2 separate regions of the Rattus norvegicus genome follow, and region 2 is linked to region 1. The links are chromatin contacts, called in public Hi-C maps. All regions are on one chromosome and are shown on one strand. The core of a region is the stretch at or near the end of the contact, and the rest is flanking DNA. Distances in the headings are between cores, read along the strand shown. Region 1 overlaps Ptpa (protein phosphatase 2 phosphatase activator). Region 2 has its middle 100 kb from the start of C3h9orf50.

Region 1 (4,657 bases), core at 1,022-3,521:
CAGGCCTCTGCTTTTCCCAGACCACCCCCACCTGGAGCCCAGACATTTTGTGGACGAGAAGGCGGTGAGCGAAAACCACAAGGACTACATGTTCCTCCAGTGCATCCTGTTCATCACCGAGGTGAGAGCCACACCAGCCTCTGTTAGGCACCTCAGCGGCTGGGCTCCTTTGCCCAGCTGCCGCCTTCTCCCAGAACCAGGAGGACCCTTTCTTTGTTACGTTTGAGTTGGATCCTCACTCTGCTGCCCAAACTGGCCTTAAATTCATGATAGTCTTCCCGCTTCAGCCTCATGACTGGGGTTAGAAATAAGCCACCACACTCGGCTCCCATGGGCTGATGAGTTAAGTTGTAGTTGTCAGCTAGACTTGGTGGCCTCGAAGCAGACTTAAAGGGTGCCATGCATTGTATTAGGGGTGCAGTGAGTCTCTAGAGCCCTGTGTTTATGGACTCAGGTTGAAATCCTGAGAGGAGCGGAAGTGCTGGGAGTAGTTTGTCTCTGCCTCGGTGGTGTTTAAGAGATGACAACAAGCGGCCTGTGGAGGCGGTCACTGGGCCCTCACCACCTGGCACATTCCCTGACTGGAAGCTCTTGTCTCACTGAGGCAGGATTCTCCACAGTATGGTCTCAAGGTGGCCCAGGGACTGAAAATCCATGGCTTTGGGCCCACACCAGCTTTCTCTCTCAGAATCTTCTCAAGGGCCCACAGTCTCAGGGCCTTGCTTCTAGGAAGTATTAGAACCTTTGGTTCGCTCTACCTGTACCTCTCAAGTCAGTCTCACCCATCCCAAGTTTACACAGTCCTGTCTTCTCTTTCCACGCCCCTATATGTTTGCCCTGTGGATTACACGTGGTCTCCTGCTCATGAACACCACTCTCTTGGCTCCCTGTTCTGAGCTTCTGAGCAGGGAAAAGCCTGGTTAGCAGCCTTGACTCTAGGTTCCTTCTGGTCAGCATTTGCCTCAGGGTTGTGCCAAGCTCCAGGGGCCAGAGGGGAATGACACATTTTTTCCAAGTCAGCAAATGGAGCCAGGACTGACGGCTGGCCAGCCACTACTTGGTTCTTAGAGATGTGCTGCCTTCAGCAGTGTGGCAGCTCAAGGTCAGAAGGACTGGGGGCAGCCTGGCTCACTGCTGTGAAAGACAGCTCTACAGGACTTCATCGTGCAGTGAGGGGATGGGGAGGCTCTAGGGTGAGAGGGCAGGACTGGGTGGGAAGGAGCTGCAGATTGTGCAGCGCTTGCTGCTTGAGGCAGAAGCCTAAGCTGTTACTGCTTCCTCTGGCGGCTGGCCAAGCCCCTGCGCCCCTGTCAGTGATTCCAACAAGGAGGCTAGCGCGGCTGGGCCTCAGAGACTAGTGATCGATCCTGTGCTCAGATTTAGTGTGCATGTGTCTGTTTCCTGCTGGTATAAAACCCCAAAAGCTTTCCCCAAAGTTTGGGCTGGAGGACCCCAAGGAAGGTAGCCCAAATAACCACAAGGAGGCGCTAAAGTGCGCTGAGCTCAGGTGGCTTTCAGTGACGGAGGTAGGAAGAGGGAGAGGCAGCTTTCTGGCTGTTGTGCACCTTCTCTGCAAGGCTTGCTTTTCTCTTGGTTCCAGGCTCTGGGGTCAGTCAAGCTCTGGGTGGTTGCTAGGCACTGTGGGAGCAAGGGCGGTCTGCCTGCTTGGGTTGGGCAGTTGTAGCAGCTCTGCCGCTGCTGTTCACAGATAGATAGCTAGACAGACAGAGATATGGATACAGATATATAGATATTTCCCCCCACCCCTGCACGTCATGAAGTTGGCAGTTTTTATTTATAACCCCCATCAGTTAAGTGAGTGGCTTTACCCAGACCCCAGGTCTCAAGCCTACAGTATGCTCGGACTTTTGGTCAGGGAGACCTGCAGTCTTTACTGGTCACACAAAACCCAAGGAAGTTGGGAAGGAAACCACTTCTCTTTGCTGGGTCTTGTGTCAGGACTGCTTTGATAGCCCTGGGCATGACAAGGGAGGAAACCCACCATACAGGGCTACTGCTGCTTTCAGAAATGTAGCCCTGGCGCCTTTAAGAGCCCAGGGCAGGCAGGAAAAGAATTTCAGTTTCAATCTGGCTTCTAAATTTGGAGTTTTGGGAAGGGAGGGATCAGATTTCAGCTGGAAGGGAAGGAGCTGACAGGAAGGCGCTGTGCTGAGCCTCCCCCACCCCGCCCATCCCCCTCAGTTACTGACAGAGGAACCATTTACAAAAGGCCGATTCTCTGGGGAGTGGAGAGGCAGGAACGCAGCGTCTGTGAGTAATTTCCTGCTCAATATGGCTGCTCTGACTCACACGATTCCCCTGGGGTCACTGCGGGACTGCAGTTGCTTGCTTGTTCTCGCTCTTTCTCTTCTCCCTTTGTGGCTAGAATGAACTGATTTTTTTTTTTTTTTTTGTCTTCTCACCCCCAATTTCTTTTTCTCCCTCATTTTTTTTTTCTTTCTCTGAGTTGCAGAACCTCCTTCTGAAGGACTTAGGAGTCCTGAGGCCCTGAAGGCCTTGAGGGTGCGGTGGCCTCTCAGGGGACATACTGGGCCTGCCTCTAGCTCTGCTGTCTGCCAGACAGCCCTTTCTGAGTATCCCTTGCTAGTGAGTGAGGCTGGTCCCCAGGCAGGCTGGTCCCCAGGCAGGCTGGCCCCCCAGGCAGGCTGGTCCCCAGGCAGGATCTTAGCATCCTTTATCTGTTCCAGGGCCCTTGCAGAGCCAGCCCTGGAGCACCTGCTGTGCGACAGAGCCCCTGGTAATTGGCTCAGGGGTCCAGCCTGCAGTGTGCAGACTCAGGGTTGGAAGTAGAGAGACAGAGGGCGGAGTCTTTGGGAGGGTTGTGATAGATCTGGGGAAGCCGAGGGCACTGTAAGTTTTGGTGCCTGTGGTCAAGGAAAGACTCCACAGGTGCCTGGGAGGGAGCAGGGCAGGCTTTGGAAACCTGCCCTCAGCACTGGGGCGGGGCCTCTGAGACAGGCTCTCATTGGTGATTTTTGCTAGGGAAGGGAGGTGCTATGGAAAGATGGCAGCATTTCTAATTTAAATCTAGAAACTGCCCTTCCCAGAACTGGAGGCCTGTGGGAGTGGGACCACCAAGTAAGGCTACAGCAGTAGAGTGGCCTGTGATGTCCTCCTGTGAGGAGAGTCTGGCTTATCCTGTCTCCTCCCGGAGCCTGCCCCACCTCACCCACCCACCTTCTCAGTCGCCAAGGTCCAAGGCTCTGCTTCCTTGGCAGACTCCCTGGGCTTGTCGGTCTTTCTCTGTAGTGCGGGGCTGCCTGGGACCTGGGCAGGGAGTGAGGAGGACGCACTGAGCTAATAAACACCAGTGCACTGGCCCTGAGCTCTCAGTGGCAGGCAGAATGTACTCAGGACAAAGGCTTCCTTCCCTGTCCCCGGGCTGTGCCTCTGATGCCCTAGGAACAGCATTGGACTGTGACAGTGCTTCTCTGCCTTCCTGCAGTCAGGGTTTGAGGAAGAACTGCACTGGTGGACTGTCCATGTGCCTGCTCCTCTTGTTGCTGTGGCCCTTCTGCCCTACTCTTGACCTTGCTAAACAAACACTCCTCCTGTACTGATGTGGAGTCTCCCACAGCCCCTTCCTGTCCTCTTGACAGGTACAGAGGGGGAAGGGAGCCTGCCTGCTGTCTGGATAGGAACACATTCTACCCTCTCAGGGTGGACATATTGTTTTCCTAGGTTGCTAAATTTGATAGGAACAAAGCCTCTGTTTTGTCTGTGTGAAAGAGAGGAGTGGGTGACAGAGGTTATATTTTTTCAGCAAGCCTTGGGGGCCAAGCCCGTGTGTGTGTGTGTGTGTGTGTGTGTGTGTGTGTGTGTGTATCTCCATAGTGCAAGAGAGCAGAGGTAGAACCTAGGTGGCCTCTGCCTCTCTAGTTCCTGGACTTCTTTTCCAGATGAAGACCGGCCCCTTTGCAGAGCACTCCAACCAGCTGTGGAACATCAGTGCTGTCCCGTCCTGGTCTAAAGTGAACCAGGGCCTCATTCGCATGTATAAGGCGGAGGTGAGTGGGGTCTGCCCTGCCTGCCCCTGATGCCCCCGACGCCCCTGATGCCCCTTGGTCCTGGGGGTGAGCTCAGGACCTCCAATTCTTCATCACATTGTTTTGCTCTGGCTCTTGGGCCAGCTGTCTGAAACTTGGGAACCTCAACCTGATGGATGGGCAGTTACAAGGCACTGGGCAGAGGCCCAGCTCATTTCTTCATAGCTTAGGGATTGAAACAACCTGTGCTGCTGGAGAAGTTAGGGGCTCTCTTTGTACCTGTCAAGTGGCCAGAGGCCTCTCAAGGCTCTGATGACTTCAGTGTCTCCCAAAGTGACTAGGACATCAATCCCTTGGGTGGGTTTGATCCTAGTGAGCTACCCTATTGTAGAGGGTGCCTGGGAAGGGTGGGACAGGAGAACTTGCTGGTACTCTTTAATGAGCACTTCAGGAATGTGGGAGGGTGGGTCTTCTCTGTGTCTAGGTCCAGCGTACAACCCTGCTTCTGGGAAGGACCTTGGGCTGGGGAGCTCCCCTGCTGAAAGGCACCTGCCTCCTATATCTTCCACGAGAGGGAGAGAGCATCCTTCCACCTGTCTGCCTGGCCCCTCCACTATCTGGAGCTCCTTGACTTTGACTCTCTTGTGCAC
Region 2 (4,717 bases), core at 898-3,397, 270 kb after region 1:
AAAAAAGAAAGGAGTGGAGACTCTTGTCATTAGGCCAGGCTTCCCCACTCAGCAGCATGGGAGAGAGTTTCTAGGGAAGGGTGAGAGGGCTGGCTCTCCCAAGAGTTCATGGGTAATCTCTGCTGCTTCCCTCTGCCAGCCCTTGACCTCTTGCTTCTGCTTTCTGAACGCTGAGATGATAAACAGATGCCACCATGTCTGGTTTAACATGGCGCTGGGGGTGGTCTCTCTTAGCTCAAGATGGCCTTGACCTTGCTACATAGGTGAAAATGACCGCTCGGTGTCCTTTAGTAAGCGTATAACTCTCGGCTAGGGGCATCCATTTAGGGAGCCCTTTGGAGAAGGGCTGCGTTCCAGATGCCATGAGCCCTTCCTGGAACCTGGTTCAAGGAATCTCAACCGTTCCTGTGCTTGACAGGCACCCAAGGAGCTGCTGTGTGCTGCTGAACCTGGCTGGCCCAGTCCTCTGAAAGCCTGGCTGAGAAAGGCAGGAGGCCAGGCCTTCAGCAAAACCCATGCCTGCTTAGTACTGTGCACACGCTGGAGTCCTGAACCAGAGTCCCAGTTCTCCAGAGACCACCACCTCACGGCCACATGCAGTGACCGCATGCCTCTAGGCCAACTGGTGAAGTATTTTGGAACCTGAGGGTTCCTATTGTGGGGACCATTAGAAAAGCTGATGGGAGAGGGGCAGAGCAAGACAGCTCAGAGGATAAGGGTGCTTCCGCCAAACAAGACAATCAAAGTTGGACTCCAGGAACCCACATGGTAGAAGACAAGACAGTCTTCCCCAAGTTGTCCTCTGACCTCCACACACCGGTCATGTCACACAATCACACACGTACATAAAATAAATTAAAAAAAAAAAAGGCAGGTCTGGAATAGTGAGGTCACAAACAAAGGCCTCATTGACTGTGCCTGGGGACACAAAGACCCCGGAAGGGAATACCACCAGAGCAGATTGTTCTGAGCAAAGCTGAGGTGAGACGCGTCCTTTGGAAGGTGCCCCGTGTACCGAGGCCACTGAGCATACTGCTTAGGGAGTCAAAAGTGGGTTTGAGCCCCAGTTTTGTCCTTCCCCTCTGAATGACCCGAGAGTGGCGGACTTCTCTCTTTCTTACTTTCTTTCTTTCTTTCTTTCTTTTTTTTTTTGGTTCTTTTTTTCGGAGCTGGGGACCGAACCCAGGGCCTTGCGCTTCCTAGGTAAGCGCTCTACCACTGAGCTAAATCCCCAGCCCCTTTCTTTCTTTCTCTCTTTCTTTCTTTCTTTTATTTTATTTTATGTGAGTACACTATCACTGTCTTCAGACACACCAGAAGAGGGCATCAGATCTCATTACAGATGGTTGTGAGCTGCCATGTGGTTGCTGGGAACTGAACTCAGGACCTCTGAAAGAATAGTCAGTGCTCTTAACCACTGAGCCATCTCTCCAGCCTTTAAGCTGAACTACCAGCCTCTGGGAAAGCAGATACAACTTTCCCATGGATCCTGCAGAATCCCATGGCCCACTAAGTCTCCTGGAACTCAAGCTTCAGGCCCACAAACCCGGGTCTGCCCAGGGACTTAAAATCCCATCAGATACAGGCCAGCTTTGTATAGGCTGAGTCTGCCGACAGGCGCTGCCGTTTGAACTTTAGTATCTTGGGTAGAAAACTCTCCAGGGTTTCCTGGGCAGACCAAATGCATCCCCAGAGAATCAGCTAAGCCACTGTCTCAACTATCTGAGCCATCTGGCCTTCTTGACTTTAGAACCCAGGCAGAAAGCAGGGAGACAGGCCTGGACTTAATCCGCTCCTGCAGAGTCTCTGACTATCCAATGCACGGTCTTTTGAAAGACCAGCCAGGAGTGAGGGCTCCCAAGTTTGACTTGGCTTTGAGAATGACCCTCGGATGGTTGAGCTTACTTGAGAACTGCAGTTGAAGGTGGAAAGAACCCCACCGAAGATAGGACTCCAGTGTTCAGTGTCAAGCTCTAGACAAGCCCCTCCCCCGTCCCCTCCAGAGGAAGTGGAAGGGGCAAACCCCTGGCCTAAGGCCACACAGCAGGGGAGATTTGGACTCAGCTTTCTGTCTAAATTGCTGCCCTTAACCCCTTCCTATCGGCTGCCTACCCTGGGCGCTGTTGCACCCAGAAGGACGTTGAAGGGAGGGAAAAAAGGAAAAGCACCAGGCGGGGTCTTCCCACGCCCCCGTCACCTCACCCCCTCCCCGGTCGAGCTGGGAGGTCCGCAGCCGCCTCTCCCTCTTGCGCTGCTACCCCCATGGTGCTGCTGGAGCCCGCCCCGAAGCAGCTTTCTCACATCAGGACCCTGGCGTGGGGACGCCTTCCGACCCACGAGGCCCCGGAGGAAGCGTTCTGGGACCCGTTGGCTGCACAGTGCCCCCTCCCCGCCGTGGCCACTGAACGATTGTTGGGGCTGTATAGAGATGGACGAGTGTCGCTCGCCCTGTCCCCAGGGTGGGCGCGCGGGCTGTGCGCGTGGGTAGACCGTTCCGCGCCGCGGGCCTTGCTCGCTCCCTCGCTTGCTTTTTCCTTTTTCTGGTTCCTTTTTTTTTTTTTTTTTTTTCCTGGAGCGGAGCCCGGCGCCAGGAGTCTGGAACCGGCCTGACAGGCTTTTGAGTTATGGGGGAGGGGCGGCGCGCACCCCCGCTGCGAGGCGCGCCCCGATCCGGCGCGGGCCCGGGCGGCGGCGCCAGCGGCCCCGAGAGCCCCGCGAACCAGGCCGGCCCCGGGCGCGGCCGCCCCCGCCGAGCCAGGCATTCCTTTCCGCTGAAGCTCTGCCCCGCTCGCAGCGCCCCGGGCAAGCCGCCTGCGGAGCGGGGGCGGGATCGGCCCCCTCTACCCCCGGGAGGTTCTTAGATTCCCTGCGGGTCCCCTTCACCCCAGACTGGTAGTCCCTCCCACCCCAAGCTGGTCCCCTCTACACCCTAGTGTGGTCTTTTGTCCCTGCCTGCTCCTTCCACCCCCAGCTGGTTCGTTCCTAGAGACCGGAGCACTCGGTCTTCTTCTATCCTAGCTCATCCCCTCCAAGGCCTGTGGTCATCTCCCTACAGGTTGGGACCCTTTCATGCCCTCCCTTCTTTCTGCTGGCAGTTGGTACCCAGTGGACACTTCGCAAACTCTCCATTTTTCTTTTCTCCATTGTCTTTGGGCCTAGTGACACACAGGGCATACAGAGTAGAATGACTGAGCCACTAGCCGATCCGACCCGGAGGTCTCTATAGCCAAGGGCTAGCTTGGGTGGGTGAGAAACGCTTAGATTTCTCCAGAGAGAGTCCTAGAGCCGGCCAGCAGACAGGATGCAGAACCTTTGGACCTCTGAGTTGGTTCTGTGCACAAGTATCTCCTGGGTGCTAGCAGGGATCAGAGTTGGCATCCCCATCAAGCTACCATGTCCTCTAACTTCTGTCCCTTAGGTTACCCAGCCAGGCCCCTTGACCACCACTCACTCCAGCTCAGTAACTGAGCAGTACCTTCTGGCCTGTCACAGAGCCAGACTTCTCTCTGCATAGCCGTTCCCCCTTGGAGGCTCTGGGCTCTGCCCTTCTGCAGGCAGGCTCTCTGGAGAGCCTTGAAGCAAGCCTGAAATAGGTTAATAACAGATCTGGCCTCCCTATATAAAGTTTCTAGGGTCCAGCCTGTCCAGACAGCATAGGGCCTCACCAGAGGTGAGCTTTCAGCACGGAGCACTTGTTCCTCATGGCTGAGAAGCTCACCAGGCCCCACAAGCCCCACTCCCAGTGACCCTTGACTGTAACTTCAAGAATGCAGGGCCTGTTCTGTGAACAGCCAGGCCCCGCCCCATCCCCTGCCAAGCAGAGTGGAAATGGAGCCAGAGTGAGCTGTTTAGTAGAAATTTCCAGCCTCCTTGGCATAGCTGGAAGGGCTTGCTTGGGTGCACCTCGGAGGTGTAGCTGGACAGGCTTAGTGGGACTGAGGTGCGGAGGGACCCCCAGATACTCCAAAAGCTGGCTTCCAATCCCCACTTCCCCGCCTAAGCAGCTGGGACACAGGACAAAGGCTGCTCTCCTGTCACCAGAGAAGCTCTCTGCTGTTCTGTTGGCCCTGCCCCTGAGAGTCAGATCAACGACAAAGAGGCTAGAAAACAGTGTGGAAGTCAGGCTACAAGATCTGCCCAGAAACACCCGAGCGCCACAGTTTTTCTGGAAAAAAGCTGTTTGCCCTGGTGGCTGGCCCACTTGTTGGAGCCACATGGCCTCCCTCCCAGGGGCAAGTCTTGTTAGTTCCTTGGTTACCAAGAGGAGCAGGGGCTTGAATTAAGGGTTCTTGGTACAGGAGCAGAATGTTGCTTTATTCACAGGGCTGGTTAACTGAACTGAGTAAGCTTCTTGGGGCCTTGTGACCCTCATTTACCTGAGGGAATTAAGCATTACAGAAGGAAGAGACTGACTGAGTCCCAGGACTCTCTTGAACTATGTCAGAGGAGACACTTAAGCTGGAAGGAAGGTGGAAAGAAGGGTGGATGGATGGATGGATGGATGGATGGAAGAATGGATGGATGGATGGGTGGTGGGTAGACAATACATGGGCGGGTGGATGGATTGAAGGATGGATGGGTGGAAGGATGGATGGATGGGTGGTGGGTGGATGGATGGGTGGGTGGGTGGACCGACCGTACATGGGCGGGTGGATGGATTGAAGGGAAAGCAAGTGACTGAATAGCTGACCCCTGGCTTGACCTATGCACTCTGTGC

Evidence for each region. Hi-C and Micro-C count contacts between places; a contact is called where the count stands out from the background.
Region 2: a contact with region 1 is called in a Hi-C map of Schwann cells, with 5 times the contacts expected there. The contact joins two enhancer-like sites. A contact is called at or near these places in 4 of 12 Hi-C or Micro-C datasets (the A7r5 cell line, the Rat2 cell line, Schwann cells and 1 more) and 1 of 1 datasets of contacts at active chromatin or transcription factors (oligodendrocytes).

What each region holds. Positions count from the first base shown.
Region 1 is chr3:34,109,475-34,114,131 of GRCr8, forward strand. It overlaps Ptpa (protein phosphatase 2 phosphatase activator), which reads left to right. Exons shown (of 10, transcript NM_001108577.2): 8 at 21-121; 9 at 3,921-4,028. Among named protein-coding and RNA genes, the nearest start is that of Ptpa, 24 kb to the left of the region's middle. Within about 2 kb of position 2,272, at least 83 of the 93 cell types and tissues checked have an H3K27ac peak or open chromatin away from gene starts, as enhancers often do. A contact at or near this core is called in the A7r5 cell line and Schwann cells, where this site is marked.
Region 2 is chr3:34,381,029-34,385,745 of GRCr8, forward strand. No RefSeq gene overlaps it. Among named protein-coding and RNA genes, the nearest start is that of C3h9orf50, 100 kb to the right of the region's middle. Within about 2 kb of position 2,148, at least 53 of the 93 cell types and tissues checked have an H3K27ac peak or open chromatin away from gene starts, as enhancers often do. A contact at or near this core is called in the A7r5 cell line and Schwann cells, where this site is marked.